Linked DNA regions of Rattus norvegicus: region 1 is linked to region 2. The links are chromatin contacts, called in public Hi-C maps. All regions are on one chromosome and are shown on one strand. The core of a region is the stretch at or near the end of the contact, and the rest is flanking DNA. Distances in the headings are between cores, read along the strand shown.

Region 1 (5,137 bases), core at 1,249-3,748, 80 kb before region 2:
GTAGGGCGTGCAAGATACAGCTCACCAGGCAAGACGTACTCATCGGCGTAGCAATGGAATGACTGCTTGCAGGTAACCAACCGCTTTCTGCTGGTCTTCTGGAGGGATTTCGTGCATGGTGTTATAAAACTGATCAAGAAGATAATATGGCTGGGGAGACCATAGGCCCTAAGCAAGGAAATTATGACTGTTAATTTACTAAATGGGCCAATTGTGTCCATCAAACTACCTTTTTTTTTAGAGATTTATTTATTTATTATACATAAGTACACTGTAGCTGTCTTCAGACACACTAGGAGAGGGCATCAGATGTCACTACAGACAGTTGTGAGCCACCATGTGGTTGCTGGGAATTGAACTCAGGACCTCTGGAAGAGCAGTCAGTGCTCTTAACCACTGAGCCATCTCTCCAGCCCCATCAAATTACCTCTTAAATGTTTTTGGCCATAGAGTAGTGCTACTGTCAGCCTTGGTCAGAGAAGCTTATTTTTGTAGTGGGCGAAGGTTACTTTCAGAGACTCATAACTGGTCAAAGAGCTGAGAGTCAGACTGCAGAGTGCTCAGCCCCAAATGAGACAGCACCACTTCCGTGGCTCAGAGAACACCAGCGAGGGGGGAGTGGAAAGATCTTCCAAATTTGAAACTCCCAAGATGGGTGCCTGCAAATGACCACAACGTTCCAAAATGGATGGGTAGGTGAGGGACCTATTGGATCCACCACTCCTTGAAGAGCTAGTCATAGTTTATGGCATAGTTTTCTTCTCTGGAGCAGCCACTGCTAAGTTGCTGGTACTCTGGATAATATCCCCTTACTGATGCTCATTCAAGCAACCCTAGTTAAACAGTGGGAAACATCGAACTCAGAGGGGACCTAGAAAAGAAGAAAGTGGGGACTGGACAAGAGGAGACAACGAAGTCAAAATACATTTTATGCATTTATGGAATTAGGAAAAATAACTCTTTTTAAAAGAAATGCCATTCAAGAATGAGTCGATCCTTTGTTTTAGCTTTTACAAGGCAAGTATATAACTTCAACTTTTAACTATGTGATTTTTTAGTATGTCGACCTCAAATTTAAAAAAATGAAAAGATGTCATCACAGGACTATTTGGGCTGAAATGTAACAAAATGTGCAGCTAAAGATGGCTCGGCCCCACCCATAATTTCAGATGTCTAGAAGCACCGGGGGTGGCTGACTCTTCTCATGCCTTTCCTGTTGTTGCCACAAGATGGCGCCAATGCTCAAAATAGCGCTTCAGAGAGCCATGAGGAAGGAAGAAAGGCGAGCAAAGGGGCTTTCTCTTCGCTCTACGTCTCCCTTAAGTAGAAAGAAAAATGGAGGCTCCCAGCAGAATTCGCGGACAACTTCATTACACGTCCTTCTTTTGGGACACAGAGAAAAAGGAGCGCCGTGGTTTACCAAGACCGTGCAACTGAGCTAGTGGTTTGCACTTCGGAACAACCAAGGCTTTTATTTACATATTTAACGTTTTTGTTTGTTGTTGTTTTAATCAAGAAAGACGTGAGAAAGAGCTGTTGGATTAGGCCATGGCTAGTGCCTGCCAGAGGGGCTCAGGAGAAATCTCACACGTTGGCTACCTGGTCTCACGACCACATGTGAACCGCGGCCGATTCAGAAACAGTTTCTCTTTGATCATTACTTATTCTCTGCAGCGACTTAGAAAAATGATTGAACTAAATTTCCTCCCATCAGAGACTTGATGAATACTGAGATTAACAATAAAACTATTTTTAAAAGTCACTGCTTTTAAGCCAAACTTCTTACTCTAGCTCTCACTGGGTTGTACGAACCACCTCCAATTTACATATTACAGAAGAGAGAGAGCCTTACATGGAGAATAAATCATTTTCAAACTAGACACTCCATCCAGAACTGACAGTAGTTGGTTCCCAGCACGTCTTTTATGTCTGACATGCTTTTAGAAGAGTAATCATATTCCCAGTGACTCTCAGGATAAAATTTTCTTCTCAAAGTTCATTTTGTGGAGGTTTTTTTTTTTTTTTTAAGTTCTGAAGAATAAAGCAATTATTCTTTCCTTTTGAAATTACATCTCAAGTCCAGAAACATCAATTTCTTTAAAATATTAACATGGAGTGGTTGGGGTATTTCTCTTTTGTATCCTTTCCACTCTCCTTCCGAGTCCCTTGTTTGTTTTGGCAGACCCTCACTCCTACTAGATTTCCATTGCACACGAATTACCCCAAGCTCCAGCTGCCCCACAGACAGCTGTTCTCACTGCCCTCCACAAAGCCCCCCTCCTTCTGAGGTAACCCTTGCTTCCCCAGTATGGCTACTTCGCCCCAGTTTTGCCCCTGGCTTGGGCACAGAACTTCTGCCAGGAGCAATGCCTGGCAAAGAGTTTCACCTGGAGTCCACCAGAAGTGGGGGTGGATGCTGGGATCTTGCACCACACCGTGCAGGACCTGCTAAGAGTTTTTCTGAAGGGATGTGAGCCGAGGGAACTGTTATTGCGATACTGATAGTCTGAGTGGGAACCAGCCTGTGAACAACGCTTGGGAGGAGGAAGCAGGAGAGGAAGCCCTGGAATTGTGTTTGTTACATAATCCAGAAAAAAACTTGTTTTGCTTAAGCCTCTGTTTGGATCGTGTGTTTTCTTTCACGTGACCAAAAAAAGTTCTAATTTATACAAGAAAATTCTCAGATACTGAATATTTCATAAGTTAATGTAGAAAACATGTGGGAAACATGTTGGAAAGAAATTCTTTCTCTCTTTCTCTCCCTCCCTCCCTTCCTCCCTCACCCCCCAGCCCCCACCCAAGGCTGTCCTGGAACTCCCTCTGTAGACCAGACTAGCCTCAAACTCAGAGATCTACCTGCCTCTGCTTCCTGAGTGCTGGGATAAAAGGCATGAGCCACCACCTCCCAGCACAATACACATTTATAACTAACGTCCAAAAGTTTTAGTCCGCCTCACTAAATAATAATTCCCACTTGTCACAGAAGAGTTTAAGTTAGCAATCTCTGTATCATATGTTCAATGCAATCTAATCTTTGCAACAACAATGTGCCCTAGAAGCAGTTTTTTCAAGACAGGCCACACATATTTGTTTCCCTTTTATGCTTTTTTTTTTTTTTTTTTTTTTTTTGGTTCTTTTTTTTCGGAGCTGGGGACCGAACCCAGGGCCTTGCGCTTCCTAGGCAAGCGCTCTACCACTGAGCTAAATCCCCAACCCCTTGTTTCCCTTTTAAATCAAAACAATTTCTCAATACCACAGAATAAGATAGTATTGTCCATATCTAGAAATACCGACGAGCTATTGGTATACATAAGCCTCTCGTTCTGAAGTTATCTTAGAATGTGAGTCTCAAGTTTCTCTGGGCATTTGAATCCAACAGCCCCTGCGTGGGAACCAGGCACAGCAGGCTGACACAGCTGCTGTGACCACACTGTCTGTGTCTGGCTGGGGGCCATTCGAGTCTGCATCTGGAGAAGCAAAGCATTGTGGGGGAATTTTTCTCTGCAGAGAAGTTCCCAAGTCAATAAATGCCAGCTTTCGCCTTGGTGACCCCTCTCCCACCCAGGCCTTCCCTCATCCCATCCCCCACACCAGGATCTAAGGACAGATCCCTGACCTTTTGCTTGCTAAGAAAGCGCTCTACCTCTGATCTAATCTCCAACTCCTCCCTTTGGTGACTTTACCACTCTCTACCTTAGGTGTCCTCATCCTTGTCAAACTGTAAGAAAACCTTTGTAATGGGCTCTGATGATATAGGGTAAGTCTACAGACTATAAACAGTTTATCCACTTGGACCGATACCCAGAGACAGGCCCGGTTTGTTTATTTATTTTTATTTGTTATATGTATGTGTGGTTTGCCTATGTGTTTGTCTAGTCCGTGTCCCACAGGCATGCAGTGCCCACAGAGGTCAGAAGAGGCATCAGAAGGTCTGGAACTAGAGTTAGGTGCAGTTGTGAGCCATGATGTGGGAGCTGGGAATTGAACTTGGGCCTTCTAGAAGAGCCAGTGCTCTCAGATGTTGAGCCCCATCTCCAGCCTCGCACGATGGAAAACAGACAATGATTTCTGTCTCTTTATGACATTAAAAGACACTTAGGGTTATCTTCATAAGCAACTCCTCTGTTGAATATCATACTATTGTATCAGATTTATTTATTATTTATTTACTTATGTATTGGGTTTTTTTTTTTCCCCCAAGACGGGCTTTCTCTGTGTAATAGCCCTTGCTGTTCTAGAATTGCTTCCTAGACCATGTTAGCCTTGAACTCACAGAGATCTGCCTGCTTCTGCCTCCCAAGCAGTGGGATTAAAGGCGTGCACTACATGTCCAGCTGGAGTTTTATTTTTAATAGATAATTGTCCATGGGCCTCTAAAGTCAAAGGTACAAACGTTCCTTCTCATTTCCATCCTCTATCATTGAAGTTTGTCTCCCCGGAGGGGATTTGTCTTCGTTCTGTTGCTGTGATGAAACACCATGACCAAAAGCAAGATGGGAAGGGAAGGGTCTATTTGGCTTACATTGTCATTTATGGTCCATTACTGAAAGGAAATCAGGGCAGGAATTCAAACCGGACAGGAACCTGGCAATCCTGGAGGCAGGAGCTGATGCAGAGGCCATGGAGGGGTGCTGCTTACTGGCTTGCTCCTCATGGTTTGATCAGTCTGTTTCCTTATAGAGTCTAGGGACTACCATCAGGAGGAGGGTAGCCCCACCCACGATGGGCTGGGTCCTCCTCCCTCAATCACTGATTAAGAGAGTATCCTACAGTCGGGTCATAAGGTTCTTTTCAGATTACTCTAGCTTGTGTTAAGTTGACATAACAATGGCCAACACAGGACTCTCTTTGTTTTTCTTTTCATCTTTTTTGAGCCTGGTGTGGTGGTTTGAATGAGAATGGCTCCCATAAGCTTATATATCTGTACACTTGTTTCCCCAGTTGGAGGAACTGTTTGGGAAGGATTAGTGTGGCATTGTTGAAGCAGGTGTGTCATTTGGACGGTGTGTGTGTGTGTGGGGGGGACTTTGAGGTTTCAAAACCCCATGTTATTTCCAGTTAGCCCCTCCACCTCTCTTTCTCGGCCTCATGCTTTGTGGATTAAAATGTGAGCTCTCAGGTGTTGCCTTGGCTACCT
Region 2 (4,867 bases), core at 2,304-4,803:
AACTCAGGTTTGCAAACTCAAAAAGCAAATGTTCTTACCCACTTAACTTTTTCCCTGTCCTCTTTATTTTTTTAAAAAACTCTCCTTATTTATATATGAGTCAGTATCATTGTTATAAAACAAAACTATTTGAAAAAGCCAACAGTTAAGTCAGCTCTTGCCTTAACAACTAAAGTGCTTGATGTATACTAGCCATGTGTTCTTTGGGAACTGGAAATGATTAGGTTCTGGAGAAATCCAATAGGCCATGTTACAGATCCTGTTCACAGAAATAGTCATATATATATATATATATATATATATATATATATATATGTGTGTGTGTGTGTGTGTGTGTGTGTGTGTGTGTGTGTGTGTATGAGTATTCCTGATGTGTGGGGCCAAGAGTGTCTGGACTAACATCACATCTATCTGGGCCATAAAGTTTAAACATTGCATTAGATTTTCATGTTTAAACCTCTCCTCAATTTACCTTCATTTCATGGGCTTAGTTCTGCTTGTTGATCGATACTGCAACTTATAGGTGAAGAAGGTTTCTCTTAGATAACTAAGGTAGCTAGATTTCAGAGAGGCAACTGTGAGGTTCAAGAAGTAAATCTAACTAATGAATCCTTGGTTCTGGCGTATGGGGATTCTGGGGGAGGGCAGGATTAGTGGGACTTAGGGACGTAGGCTTCCTTAGTGAAAGCAGATGGAACCAGAGAGAGGTTGACTTGGACCAGAGAAAAGGCAAACATTCAGGAAGGACAAGAGAGTGATATCACTGTGCTAGCTTGGGACTAGGACAAGGGAAGGTCAAAGGGTTCATTTAGTAAGATATTTCACCCCAGAGAAAGACTTTTCTTTAGCACTCGTGAATAGTTATAGCAATGTAAGTACTACTTAAGTTACATTCATAATCTAGTAAAGTCTTAGCAGGGCTGCACACACCTATATTTACAGAACTTGGGAGGCAGAGGCAGGAGGACCCAGACTTGAAGAACAGTCTGTGAATGTAGCAAGGTACTGTCCAAACAAACAAACAAAAAAAATCTCAGTACTGAGAATATTTTAAAATATATAATTAAAAATTTTAATTTATTTTATGAGTATGGGTGCTTTGCCTGCATCTATGCTGGTGTACCACATTTGTGCCTGGTGCCCAGGGAGGCCAGAAAAGGATGTCAGATATCCTGACAATGGAGTTATGAATAGCTGTCAGGACCATGGGTGTGCTGGGCATTGAACCTGGGTACTTTGGAAGAGCAACCAGTGCTCTTAACCACTGAGTCATCTCTCCAGCCTGAGAATGGTTTAAAGTGAAGACAGTGACCAATTGTTGAAGCTGTGGACACAAACCGAATCAACTTACATGAGAGAGGGGGAAGGAAAGACAATTAAATATTTGAAGACACCGACATTTACAAGCTGGTTTTAATCTGTGAACCTGCCATGGTTGGAATTGGCGGTACAAACAGGTAGATTCTTGGAGCTCCCTGGGCAGTCAGCCTAGCTAGGTGGTAAGTTCTAGGCTCAAGGAAAACAGCCTCAAAAAAGAAGGTGGCCCATAAGATGACTCAGTGAGAAAGGGAGCTTGCTGCCAAGCAAGCCTAATGAGTCTAAGGTTGAATTCTGGAGCTAACATGGTGGAAAGAAGAGAACGAACTCTAGTAAATTGTCCTCTGACCTCCTCATGCACACACACACACACACAGACACACTAATAAATGCAATTTAAAATTAAAAAAATTAAGGGGAAGCACTATAGAAGTTGACATACATGTGTACATAACTGCACGAACCAAACAACCCCTGCCCCCCCCCCCCCTACACACACAAAGGAGAAGACAGGACAAGTGTCAGTGAATCAAAGTTCAGAGAATAGGTAGAAAGAAAGAATGAGGTACGAAACAGGAGGAGGGGAGAGTAAGGATGGAGGGGCTAGAAACACTAGTAGAAAAACCAAGATAAGGCTGATGTGCAGTAGAGATAGGAGGATTCCCAACGCCTGGCTCATCTGTAAGCACCAGAGGACAGGACAAGGCACTTTGCACAGTGCAGAGGTACTAGATCAGGAAACAGGCCCCACAGAAGTAGACTAAGTAGATATGACTCAGATATCTACTAAGAATTCAATAGAGGCCTTCGGGCATTTCAGCTATTAATAAGGCTGTGGATTGTGTAGGTGGTACTGTAAGGACGGTAAGGGCAGGAGCTAATCAAATGCACTAGGGCACTGGCTTTGATAAGAATCAACCAAATGAACACAGGGATGGATGGATGGATGGATGACTGTATAAATGAAGTGTGCTCTACTGGCTGCTGTATGACCATGACCAGGAAAGGAAGATAAAGGCAGCATAAGGCACTGACAGTAGTAGGGTGGAGGGACCTGCTTTGTCTCAGAGAGGGGCCAGGGAGTTGTCAGATTTGCATCAGGGAAGGGACATGGAGGACTTAAAGATTTACACAGGCTGCTTTGGGGCATCAAATGCAGGATGAGACACAGCAGAAGACAGCAGCACAAGACAGCTAACCGAGGACAAGAACTCAGGAAAGCAAAGGATAGCCGCCCAGCACTTCCACCACCAGGGACAGAGCAGTGAGTGTCACATTGCCGGTCTTGGGATAAGGGCTGCTTTCCAGATAAAGTGATCAAGGCTTAAGGAGCTGTCCTGTGCCTGCTTGATTCATCTGGCGACAAGGAACACTACTAACACAAGTAGCACTTCCATTATAGAATAAGAAAAGGAGGTAAAAAAAAATTTTGGGTCCCCCTCGAGGGAAAAGATCTGTGAATGACAGACATTTTAGTCAATTTACGCAATTGCAGAGCCAGACACTGTCAGTCAGATCTTTTCATCCGCAAAAAGAAAGGGGGCAGATGATCTTACTTTTCCCTTGTCTAATAGTCTGTGAAATCATCTAGGCAAACCACCTCTCAAATTTTACAGAACAACAAAACAAAACAAAACAAAACAAAACAACAACAAAACCGAGGCCCAAGGGATGTCTCTCACTCAAAGTAACACAACTCACGAGTGGCGACAGGCCCAGGTCAGATTCCTCTGTGATTCCCCAGGGCCTCCAGGTCGCTCCCCAACCTTCCCTAAATGATAAAGAACAGCTGGAGGCCGCAGGTCCCTCAGCCCGCCCAGGGGTACTCTGGGGTTCGAGGCTTCCTGGCAGCGGACAGAGGACCGCCCCGAGGGGAGGGTCTGTGCGGGAAGAGTTCTGGCCTCCTCACACTTCCTTAGGACATCGGCCCTGGCGTGCCTGCGGCCGGCAGAGGGCGCGGGGCGGCTTTACGCCGCGCGGGGCCGGTGGGGTCGCGGTGCCCGGGGGCGCGCCGTCGGAGCCGGAGGGCAGCCGGGCTCTGGGCCCGCCCGCGGAGGGGGCAGGGGTGAGGGCGGGGCCGCGAGTAGGTGGGGCGGGGCTCGAGGGCGGGGCGCTGCGGGCGGGGCACGGGGGGCGGGGCCGCGAGCGGGGGGCGGCGGCGGCGGCGGCGGCGGCGGCCCTGGAGGAGGAGAACATGGCGGCCGCGGAGAGCGGCTGAAATGCCTGTTCTTCAGGCCGGGCGAGCGGGAGACTGACGCGATTCACCTTGTCCGGTCGTCCGTCGGTCGGAGCGCGGCCTCAAGCGCCTCGGCTGCAGTTCGCTGTTGTTCCCTCAAGCACAGCTTGCGCCGGGGTGGTTCTGCATCCCCCTGAAGTGGGGGGACTCCAGCTCCGGAGGAGGGGGCCGGAGAGCCGAGGCGGCGGCGGCGGCGGCGGGTTGCCTGGGCCCCGGGGACGGGCGCCCGGCCCGAGGAGTGGCGGAGTCCGCGGCGGCGCCGCCACAGTCGCGAGCGAGCGCGGCGCAGGGGAGCGCGGCCCAGAGGCGGCGGCGGCAGAGGCAGGTGAGTGGCGGCGGCGGCGGCGGCGGTGGTGGCGGTGGCGGCGGGAGCCTCGCGGTGGGTGCAGCTGTCACGAGCCGCGCGGCCGCGGCGGCCCTAGGGGGCGGGGAGCAGCTGGCGCCCTCCGTCCCGGCTCTGCTTGCTCTGGGACCCATCTCCCGCTCCCACTTTTCTCGAGTTCCCCTGCTGGCCTGGCGCGGCTGCAGGGGGCGGAGGTCGCAGCTGTCACCGCACCAGCTGGGGGCTGCTCGGGGCGAGCTGCGCGCTGCAGAGCGCCGTCCCTGCGGCGCACTCCAGTTGCCCTAGTTAGTGGAGTGCGAGCATCCGCGGAGGGCGCGCGGCCGCGGGCCGGGTGGGGAGCGGGCGCCCCGAGCCGCCGCCGAAAGGGGGAGCCGGAAGTAGGCGCGGGCGCCCCTCGGCCCCGACGAGCAAGCACGGTGACCTTGGCCAGCCCGTCAGCCTCTCTGAATCTTGTTCGCCGGGACAGCTAAATGGGGGCGACCGAGGCGTGCTTTTCTGTGGGTGCAGCTTTCGACGGCCCCTTTGCCTAGCCTGGCTGCACTTGCCTTTCTCCCCTTGGGACTAGGGCTTCTGAGGTAGGAATGGGCGGATAAAGGAGATTTTCCTCTTGCGGCTGGGATTTGGTCCCTTTGCAAGGTTCTGCTGAAAGGACCTAGAAAGACAAGTAATACACGTTGGCCCGACGATTGTAGGTAGGGCTGGCTAATGGTCAGTGATGGATCTTGAGCTCTCCATAGTCGCTTGGAAGAGACTCAGAGAAACTGGACACCGGGGTCCTCCGTCCTTACCACACATCAGCGGTGGTTCCTTTAATATTATTTGCATATGCATTTTTTAAAAAGCAGTCACTCCCATGGGCCAGACACCCTCTAGTGTGGTGATATTAGAGGGAGACGGAGGGATTGACAATACACCCTGTGTGTGACAAGGACAAGCCGAGGTGCTGTGGCCAAAGAGTTTAGTAGGGAGGG

What was found. A called contact is a pair of places that touch in the nucleus more often than the background predicts.
Region 1: a contact with region 2 is called in a Hi-C map of liver, with 4 times the contacts expected there. The contact joins the enhancer-like site here to the promoter of Ncoa1 in region 2. A contact is called at or near these places in 7 of 12 Hi-C or Micro-C datasets (the A7r5 cell line, frontal cortex, kidney and 4 more) and 1 of 1 datasets of contacts at active chromatin or transcription factors (oligodendrocytes).

The regions. Positions count from the first base shown.
Region 1 is chr6:33,273,367-33,278,503 of GRCr8, reverse strand. The region is part of intron 1 of LOC134479112; the gene reads left to right. Among named protein-coding and RNA genes, the nearest start is that of Itsn2, 61 kb to the left of the region's middle. Within about 2 kb of position 2,498, at least 43 of the 93 cell types and tissues checked have an H3K27ac peak or open chromatin away from gene starts, as enhancers often do. A contact at or near this core is called in the A7r5 cell line and liver, where this site is marked.
Region 2 is chr6:33,194,610-33,199,476 of GRCr8, reverse strand. It overlaps Ncoa1 (nuclear receptor coactivator 1), which reads left to right and starts at 3,553. Exons shown (of 23, transcript NM_001395569.1): 1 at 3,553-3,878.